Regions from separate parts of the Anser cygnoides genome. Here region 2 is linked to region 1. Evidence: chromatin contacts called from public Hi-C data. All regions are on one chromosome and are shown on one strand. The core of a region is the stretch at or near the end of the contact, and the rest is flanking DNA. Distances in the headings are between cores, read along the strand shown. Region 1 overlaps SMURF1 (SMAD specific E3 ubiquitin protein ligase 1). Region 2 holds the start of FBXL18 (F-box and leucine rich repeat protein 18).

Region 1 (5,194 bases), core at 625-3,124:
AAGTATAATGTCGAGAAAAATTGTAAACAAGCACCCTGGTCAGAACAATGCAATAAAGCGTTTTCATCAAAATCTCAGCCTTTGTGACAGCAGATTCACTTGGGATTAGCAAGGGGGTTTCCTTTATTGAATACCTTGCATGGTGTTCTTTAAAAATCGCTGGGGGTTTCCACATACCTTGCCGCTGTTGAGAAACTGTTGGCAATGAAAGCTTTTTTTTTTTTTTTCAAATTTAAAACCATCTTTGCTGGAAGGCTACACGCACACTGTACGCTGTTTTCGTTCTGAACTATTTTTATTTAGCTAGTCCGTAAGTAAAACAGTCCGTCTGCTGGCAGAAGGTTTAGTCAAGGACATTTGTCATCCTGCTTTCAAGACGGTGGTTCCGGCCTTTCCCAAAGCGGCTCCAAAGCAAATTTCCTTCAGCAGCGGGTACGGTGACAAGGAGGGAAGTCACTGCTTATGGTCCAAAGGCTTCCCGATGTCCCCTTGTTGTTGCCGTGTGCTACCATGGCTTAATCTGAAAACAAATGTGAAATATTTAACATAGCTAGATGGTACAAGATAAGGCTCGGAGTCCTTCTGTATCCGTGATGTTAGTCATGCTTGAGCTCACGCAGCTCACAACTTCGCTCTTCGCGGAACAACGCGGATAAATGTTTTATGGACACAAAGGGAAATGGGGCGTCTCGCTGTGGCAGTGGGCTTCCCTCCCCACCCCCCGATTAAATCGCAGGTTGTGGATTTTTCGTATGCACCCCACCTCAACCGCAGATTTGCTGTAACCAGTCTGTTTGTTTTGTTGTTCATCCCTGGTGACCGTCAGTAGCGCTGGGCTGAATAAACAGAGCCTATTGATCAAATTCGAAGTCATTAACTTGGCAGTTTAAATAGATGCTGTCCTATATAATTAGAACAAGGGAGTAACACATAGGCTGATACGGCTTTATTCGGAATAAAAGCCTGCTTTTCATGAAATCTTGTTTGGTGCCATTCAGCTCGCGCGGTTTTGTGCCTCCCGTAGGTCACGCAAGAATTAGACGTTTTGTTGAAAGTACCTAAAGTGGAGAGGCCGGCTTTGCTTGTGTAAGAGAGCGGTGACATTGATCTGGCGTGGATCTGCTGAACTTTGGTACTGCTGGGGAGCCCTGCTTGGCAGAAGGGCTGGCTAGCGCGCTGCGTGAGGTTACTGGTTAACCACATCCAGCCCGGGCGCTGCCGGGGGAGGCAAATGGGTGCTTTCAGGGCAGGGTACCGCTCCTGATGCCTCCGTCCCCAGTCGAGCAGCCTAGTCTGGTTGTCCATCTTGCTGCTGCTCGGCTGAGCGAAACACATGCCTGTTAGATCGGGATGTTTATAGGCAAACACAACGGGTGATTAATTATTTTCAAAGGCAGACGTTTCCTCTTAATGGCTACTGTTGCGTGATGTGGCTGTCGGTGTTCCACGTCGTTTTAACGTTTTCAGTGCTGTTCAGCACGGCCGTAAAACACAACATTTCGCTCTGTGAGTGCTGGGCTCCTTGAAGATCTGTTCTAGCTGCCTGGCGGCGTGGTGTGGACAGGCCGGCGAGGAACGGTGATAATCTCATTAATAGACGAGCATCGTGAGCCTGCAGCCAGCCCGCTGCTCCTGAGTCACGCCGCCGCGAGTCCCTGGAGAGCAGCGCGCACGTTCAGCGGTAGGATGCGCGCTCGCTGACCCACATTTCCTCGGGCGCGTGCCTCTCCGCGCCGGGAAGCGCGTCTCACTGCCTGGAAATCGGAGGAGAGCTGATGTCACTTGGGTCTCCCAGCCGTTGCACGACCCAAGCCAAAGTACTTGTAGGGAATTACCACTGGGGTGACTAATAGGTGATTAGGGAGATTGCGGAGGGTGCGTGAATGGGCTTCTTGTGGACAAGGCTAACTGTACGGCAGCAGCAACAAAAACGTTTCTTACTCATTGTTTCCTTCTCCTGTTATACCTTTAGCTTGGACTCATTGTTAAATGAGATTTTTCTTCCTCCACGTACTAATAGCTTTCATACTAATTCCTGGCAAAGTTTATTACAGTACAAGGAATGTTTCCCCTGCAACAAGTGGGCAAATGTCAGATAGAAGAAAACAGCGACTCCGTATTAGGGTTAATAGAAAGAGCAGAAGTAGGTGAATGAATTATAAAATCTTGCCTTCCAGAAGCTATTAATATCTCTGTAATTACAGTCTTTTTTTGGAACAAGCCTTGCTTCTGTCCCGTTCTCTTCCTTTCCCCTCTGCCGCGGCTTCCTTACAGCTGCGTGCCCCTGCTCCTGCTGGCTGAGGGGTGCCACCGCTGTCACCCCCTGACTTGTCCCCACATCCCCTCGGTGTTCAGCATCTGGCACCAGGCCCGAGCAGCGAGCCGAGACGTGCATTGCCACTGGCAGGTAGCCAGGGTCACCGCTCACCTTTTAATGCTGGTGCCCTTCACCAGCCAGGAACAAACACTGTCGTGTGTTTAGGGCTTCCTGTGTTTTTTTTATTTCGTTTGCAAACAAGAAGGGTTTAGGCTGAGCCCTCTGAACAAATGAGGGGAAAAAAATGCATAAGGAAAGCGAGGAGCAGTTTGTAACATCTCGGGCGGATGTTGAAAGGGATCATAACGGACTGAATAATTAGCAAACAAACCTAAGATTGTGGAGTTCAGTTTTTCCAGGAGTTAAAACCAGTGTTCTAAACCAGCCAATGTACTTCATTCAAAATCAGAAGCGATGCCAAGAATTTAACTTGAGCAAACAAAATTTTTCTTTTTCTGAATTTAAACTGTGCACCTTTAACTTGTGTTTGAATTCCTGGAGTCATTCTTCCATTTTTGTAACTTAAGTGCTTAAACAATCATTACTTTTGAAACTTTACCTGGGCATTTGAGGTGTCTTTTCCTACAGCAAGGTATCTAAATGGTATTTTGAACTACTCTGGGAGGTTTTTTGTAATAGTTTCTTTATTTAACTGATTAAAAAACAACAGGTAATCTTCCCACTTCGGTATTTCATACTGTCTGTTTTGTATTGACAGCATCTACAGCAAAAGGACTGAGGTTAGAAGGGCTCACTGAGTGTTACATGTACGGGAGCTGGTAACAAGGTAATCACCGAACAGAGAGGTCGGTAGAATTCTTTAATTCCGTCTACCTTGGGCAAATCCTACAGTTTTTCCCACAAGACACTAGGAGCGTTTATAACTTAGTCCTAAGGTCCAAGTTAGGATCAAAACGTCATTTATTACGGGCCATTAGGCTGGGACACTTCTTTCGAGCACCAGCTCGATCCTGATGATCCGTGCGCTTGTTACTCTCAGGTTGATAACTGCAGCCCGGGGAGCTCTGGGAAGCAAGAAGTACTTCTGAATGAATTCCAGCTGGTTCAATTTTTGGCTGACCCTTTGCTAAGTAGCCCAGAACAAAATGAACTCGTTGCTAGAGGCTTTTGCACGCTGTTAACTCTTTGCTGAGTATTGGCTTTCAATGCCCTGATTTTTAAATCGGAGCTCGCTCGCGCTCTGTTCAGAAAGTACTCCTCCATCTCATCTGTTTGTTATCATGCTTACCGCAAAATGAACAACAGATTTGCAAATAAGGAAGGCAAAAGCTGTAAGAGCATGAAAAAGGGTTTTTTGGTGGCGGGGCCTGTAGCTTGGAGCAGCATATATGACACAGCTTGTGGCGTTTTATCTTTCTATCCAAACATGCCAAAAAGCACTCAGTATACCTCAGTTAGACATTTTCCTGAATTTCTAGCACATAAAGTATTTTTCCATGCCCATATTCTAAGTCATTTGTTACCTCAGGTACGTGATGTTAAAGCACTGATACGGTACTGATGCCTTGCTTGATATCAGGAATGCTTTTCATTTACTTATGAAAGAATTCTAGGGTGTTGACAGTGCCTGTTGAAAAGCCATCCAGTATCCACTGGAATTTGGTCTGGTAACAGTTACTGAAGCTGTAGTAGTGCTAGAAGAGGTGCTTGATGAATATTATTCTCTGCAGAAGATTTCGAGCAAATATTTATTGCAAGAGTTTTTAAAGAAACACAAAATGAGCCTGAGTTTTAGAAAAACAGCTTAAACCCGGTATATGTTTTTTCTTCCCGAAGTCTGTTCTTTTTATTTACCAGCTATTGTGTAGGCTAAATTTCTGCTGGAATTCTACATTGGAATTTCTTCACTCAGATGTTTTAAGAATGAATGAAGAAATGTAGGTTCTTGAATATGCTTAAACGTGGTGATGGTGGTTTGATACTTCTAAATTTGAGTTCTAAAAATAACTAGCAAAATTGGTTGTTCCTTACTTTGTGTTTTCAAAGACTTTGTTGTTGTTTTCCCTTTTGCTGGCGATTAATGTCACCATCAGCAGGATCCTAGCTCACCCAAGCAATTCCCTTGCCAGCTTCCTTTCCGTGGTTCACTGTGCAGCTCTAGGTTAACCCTGAGTTGAGCAGCCCTGCCCTGACTAGGGCCCAACCTGGAAATTTAGCTGTAAGGCGTTTTTTCGTGTGAATTGTTTAACTAAAACTGTTCTAGTGATACATCTGAACCTGCATGACTAATAGTTTACATAGTTTACAACTTACACATGACTTCACACCATTCGTTTTTGCAATAGCAATGTTTTTGCTTTTAAGCAATCTGCTTAATGTTTGATGAAAACCAGACTTTTTTTTTTTTTTTTACTGTTCATTAAAATACCCTCGTTGGAGAATGTTCTTCCTTAAAGTTGATTTGTACTATATTTAATTGCTGTGAGATATCAAAGAAGCTAAATATTGGTTCTGTCTGGAAAAACATATCTTAGTGTTAAAACTGAGATTAAGAATGTGTTAAATTGTGTTCATTTTTCCTCCCCTAGAACAGTGTTCTACAGTCAAATTGCTTGGTTGAAATATTGACCCTACCCATATATGAAGGACTACATAGAAATACCAACCACTTCTTGGAGATACAAAACACCTTTTAGGTTTTAAAGGGAGAAATATGCTTAGTTTTAGCTTGGTAATTTTAGACTTTTTATTATTTCATTGAAATTTAATGTTTTTATTGCAACGTCAAACCTGCCAAGATTTTCAATACCATGTTTCTGCTTTTGCAGCTTTTGCATGTTTTGCCCTGGAAGGTCAGACTTTTTTCTGCCTTCTGCAGAACAGGAAGATAGTTTGAAGCTGGACTGCATGTATGTA
Region 2 (4,945 bases), core at 1,542-4,041, 150 kb after region 1:
CCAGCAAGGCTCGGTTTATGCCTCCTTTGGGCCATTACATGCTGGAGAAAAGAATGCAGTGCCGGGCAGGGAAGCCTGCGAGCATTACTCACTGCTCCCGACTCCGGCAAGCAGGGGGGAGCCGGGTGGTTTCCTCTGAGGAACACCAGGCGCTGGAGAGGGAAGAATTTTATTTTTTTTTTAGCTGCAGCTTCTCCATCATTGTGTTTCGGAAGGCTCGGTTCACCCCTTGCCATTTCACAGGAGTGGGGAAATGCCGAGGGACCGGTCACAGGAAGGGCGGCGGAGGAGTTTATTTAGCCGTGTCCTGGCTCTTGAGGCCACCAGCAACAGGCGAGGCTCAGAGGAGAAGATGTGCAAGGAATGAGCAGTCAGGCTGCTGCCTCCTCCTCCTGTCCGGCACCCAAGGGAGCCAGGGGCTGTGCGGGCACCAGGAGGTTTGAAAAGACCACCAGGCCAGGCTGAGCTCCCCCGGTCCAGCTCAGCAGCCGCGATGTACCAGGATTTCTCCGGCTGCCCAGACAGCGGGGCTCGGCCAAGGATGGTTGCAAGCCACCCAGCCCTCTCTCGCTTCCCTTTAGCTGCCCAGGGGGAGCTGGCTCAGCTAAAGAGAGCTGAGCAAACGTGTTTTACGCCCTTTCTTCCCTTAGAGCTCCCAACTTTCGCTCCTGCTGGAGACAGTCGCTGGCACTTCACCTGCAATTAGCTGGTGACCTGGAAAGTCACCTCCCTGAGCCGCTTACGGAATCAAGCCACCACCAGGAATTAGTGATGTCCTTGGCAAAGGGGACGGCTGCAGCTCTCGGGATTTAGCCCTGAAGGGCCTCCTTGTGTGGTTGTCTCTGAGCCTTGTCGGGCAGCGCTGGCCAGAAACAGCCCCCCTGGTCAGGGGGGCCCCGTCCTCTCATTAGAGAACATGCGCTGCAGCACGCTGGCTGCATGCAAATGTCCCAGGAAGTCCCAGGGCATTCAAACACAACTCGTCTCCTCGTGGAAGTCCCCTCTGAGGGCACAAAGCCTCAGCTTCATAAAAAAAATGGGCTTTCCGAGGTGTCAGCTCGTGGATGGGACTGTGGCTGGAGGAGGAGGAGTTGTCCTGCTCTTTGAAGTTGGTCTTTGCAGAGGGATTGCTGACCCGGAGCCTGCCCTGACTTGCATTATACCCAGCTGTAATCTACTTTAGCAGGCCTTACCGCATTAAATCGTATCAAGCGCTGAAAACCACTTACGGCAGTGGAGACAGCAGTTCACCCAAGCACACCAAGTGCTCTGGCCACTGGGCTTTCGTCATGCTGACAAAAAAAATGAGCTGTACAGACTGTATCAGTGTTAAGAACCAGGGGAGAGAAATGACCCAAAAGTTTCCCTGAAGAAAAAAAAAATAATCACCAGATCAGTCCGGCCATGAACAGTTAAGAGATACTGTACAGGACACCGTATCTGGATATTAGCACCAGATTTGTTTGTTTGCCCTCTTGGACCGGGACAGCATGGTATGTGCTTGCCTTCTTTGGGCTAAGAAAACTGCATTAGTCATAGATGATCAAAGTCTGCTCTGAGACAGCCCAGCAGTGAAATGAACCTGTCTTCGTGGGAGGTTCCCATGTGCCAACACTGGGACGAGCGTTCCTGAACCAAGGTGCAGCAGGGAAGGTTTCTCCTCTCACCTGCTGGCCAAAACCATCAAGAGAAATGCCAGAGTTCAGCGTAGCTGTTTGCTTCCTTCCTCCTTTACAGCCCATCTGATGTCCTGCTGCCACCTGGTATTCAGCCTCGTGTCTTATCAACGCCGCCACATTGTTCATCGCTTGGTGGGCCATCAGTCGGAGCAGCTCCTCTTACAACTGCTGGGAGCCTGGGGAGGTTCTTTAACCTATCTCAGATCCCATTCGGGGCTGGCAACAGCCGTCTGGTCCACATACGCCCCAGGACTGGAGGGAACCCATGGCTAGTCCTAACGCAGGCTGCTCCAGTCAGTCTGGCTCTCCAGGCAGGGCTTTTACTCTGCTTACGGGCCCTGCTCTTGATCTTATTTACATTTGCGCTGGAAATGCAGGTCTTTCTCCACCCCGGTCTCTGCTTCCCCCGATGACTGCAAATACGGCAGGTTGGTATTCAGCCCAGATGTCAAACAAGTCAGTCCTGACTGCAGGGCCTCTGGATTTAATTTGACATTATCTTCTATTTAACTGAAACACATGACAAACAAAGCAGGTACCGATTCTCTTATTGAGGCTCTCCCTCATCTAAGGGCTAAGAGGGGGTTTCCTCTCCAAGTCCAGACCCTGCTCACGGGCCTGGAAGCAAAACAGGTAATCAAGACCTGAGGCACTCGATATTTCTAAGCCAAAACGCCAATCCACCACTAATCTCATTCATGGCCATAAATGGCAACAATCAACCAGGAAGAAAGCAGCAACCTATTCATCTTCCTTTGTGGGTCATCTTTAAAACACATTTTCTATGAACAAAATTCCCCAAGCACACACGTAACTGGAAATTCCAGCGCTCTAGTCCTGTCTGTACTTGAGATTTGGGAAGAGGAGCTAACAGCAGGAGTGCTGAGCCAGCGGGTCCCAGTGGACGTTGCTCTATGCAATGGCTGCGCTCGCAGCACCCCCGGGTGACTTCTGCACGGCCCCCTGTGTGGAATTTGCCTCACACCTGCTGCCGGGGTGAGGAGATTCAGCCTCGTCAGAGCCCAGGTTACGTTCATTGCATAAATGAGCAGTGAGGCTGAAGCCAGCTGGTTTATATAAGGGTTTTGTGGTGCGGGTGGATGCTTTGGAGGGAAGGGGTAGTAGTGATGGCCCCCCTCTCTCATTAGGATCAAGTCCTTCAGTGCTCAGGGTGTCACCCCAAGCTGCTCCCAGCCTACAAAACCACTATGGACAGGGACAGGATCATTTGCCCGCTGCCTGCGCTGAAGAGCAGGGCACTAATCCAGCAAATGCCCCGGAGGCTGCAAAATACCCCGCTGGGGTGGCCGGCCAAGCCCTCCGTGCCCCGTGTGCTGCTGCCGGCTGAGTCACGGCTCGGCGCAGGGCGGATTTTCATTCTGGGAGCAGCCTCAAGGTTTCGTGGGGCGCGGGCCTGGCGTGAGTCAGCCGCTGAGGTGGCGGAGGAGACCGAGAGGAGACACCGAGAGGCTGCCCTCCTCGCTCGGCTCCCAACACCTCAGCACCACCAGAGTCAGGCAGAGGTGAAGAAACCCGCTGCATGCAGCGGGACCGTGCTTAATTTAACCTCAGGGCCGAGCCCTGCAAGCCGGGGACCGAGCCCCGCATCCTCCGTCAGGGGGGCAGCGCCCAGCCGCCACCCCCAGCATGGCGGCGCCGCGCTCAAGATGGCGGCGGGCGGCGGCCGCGCCCTCCCCGCGCTCCCGCCTCAAGATGGCGGCGCGGGGCGGCGGAGGAGTGGCGAGCCGCGGAAGCCGGGTCATGGCAGCGCCGGAAGAACCGTGCGGCGGCCGGGCCGGCGGGGAGCCAGGCCGGGAGGCGGCGGGTTTGAGCGGTGCCCGGTGCGGCGGGGCCGCCGCCATGTTCCGCTGTGGAGAGGTGAGGTGTGGAGGGGCTGCTCCCCGTCCTCCGTCCCTCCGAGCGCCGGTTAACCGCGGCCGGCCCCGGGATGGGGGAAGCCGGGCTCCCCTCAGGGGTTGGGGGTGAGGTGAGCGGGGCTGGAGCCGGCCCCGGGGGTGAGGGGGCTCCCCGCGGGGCTGGGCTGAGCACCCGGTCCTGAGGGGTCGCCCTCCTGGAGGGATGCTCTGTGGGGTTTTCTGGGTGATGCGACGTGGCACCAGAGCACCCCCTTCCCCTTTAGGGGCTGGCGCTGCGTTAATTTCCACTCGAGCTTCATTAAAAGCAGGGTTTAAGTCCAAAACCACCAGCTCGGTGCGATGGGGGTGGGCTGGGGGCCAGGCAGGGGCCTCTTGGGTGGTGATGGAGGGATCGCGGGGTGAGGGAGCAAAAGGGGTGCTTGAGGGGAGCACAGCCATCGGTGGTCGAGGTTTGGCACAGTTACGGCGTGACGTGTTGCAGAAGAGCTAGGGGTAGTCTGATACTGGGCTGCAGGCTGATTATTTCTTGATACATATGAACGGTTACGTAACTTGTAAGGTTATTGGAATGGATTGCTCTTAGGGGAAAGATGTGGGAAGGGATTGCTGGGTTATATTCTGAAAGAATCAGGGAGTGACGCTTTTCCAGTTGCAAAATCAGTAGCAGAAGAAGAATGAAGGTAAATGTTTTATTTCTTAAGCAGTCCACAGCAAAAGAGTGACTGAAGATACTGTGGCTTTGCGTGAAGTTTTGCACTACCTCAGTTTTGTCTTTTAAGGGAGAGGTTTTGGCTTCTCAAGGCGGGTGGGAGTATTTAACAATTCAAGTGGTTCTGTTTTATCTCACTTTATAAATCTCGCTTTATAAATCCTTCTGAGACACAGGGTATCCGTTTTCTCACAAGCTTTGCTGAAGTCTGTGAACTGGTAGCTTTTCTTTTTTTCTTTTTTTTTCTCTTTCAGGAGCTTGTAAGTGGGGAGAGCGAGGAGGAAAATAATGGTGTCAACCTGATGGAGTTCTCGGATGAGATCCTTTTGCACATCCTAAGCTACGTCCCTTGCACAGACCTTGTCCTGAATGTCAGGAAAACCTGCAGGAAACTCGCGACGCTTTGCCTTGACAAGAGTCTAACCCATACAGTCTTACTTCAGAAAGACTATAAGGTGGGGAGAGTAGCTTGCTTCTTCTGTTAGCTGTGAAGACAAGTCTGACTTCTGAAAAAATGCCAAGAAATAGAACACTTCAGTGTGTCTGCATAAATGTCGTGCTCTTGAACTCTGAAAAAAAAAAAAAAACAAATAAACAATAAACTGTTTTTATAAAAGCATTTGTTTTGCAGAATGCTTTGTTAGGACAGCTCTGTGCTCCCTTAGTTAGTTTTCACTGAT

What was found. A called contact is a pair of places that touch in the nucleus more often than the background predicts.
Region 2: a contact with region 1 is called in a Hi-C map of liver, with 11 times the contacts expected there. The contact joins the promoter of FBXL18 here to the enhancer-like site in region 1. A contact is called at or near these places in 2 of 7 Hi-C or Micro-C datasets (both in liver).

What each region holds. Positions count from the first base shown.
Region 1 is chr15:3,845,892-3,851,085 of Taihu_goose_T2T_genome, forward strand. All of the region lies in intron 1 of SMURF1 (SMAD specific E3 ubiquitin protein ligase 1), which reads left to right. Among named protein-coding and RNA genes, the nearest start is that of SMURF1, 15 kb to the left of the region's middle. Within about 2 kb of position 1,875, at least 2 of the 3 cell types and tissues checked have open chromatin away from gene starts, as enhancers often do. A contact at or near this core is called in liver, where this site is marked.
Region 2 is chr15:3,994,801-3,999,745 of Taihu_goose_T2T_genome, forward strand. It overlaps FBXL18 (F-box and leucine rich repeat protein 18), which reads left to right and starts at 2,792. Exons shown (of 5, transcript XM_048061830.2): 1 at 2,792-3,557; 2 at 4,520-4,720. The coding sequence starts at 3,327.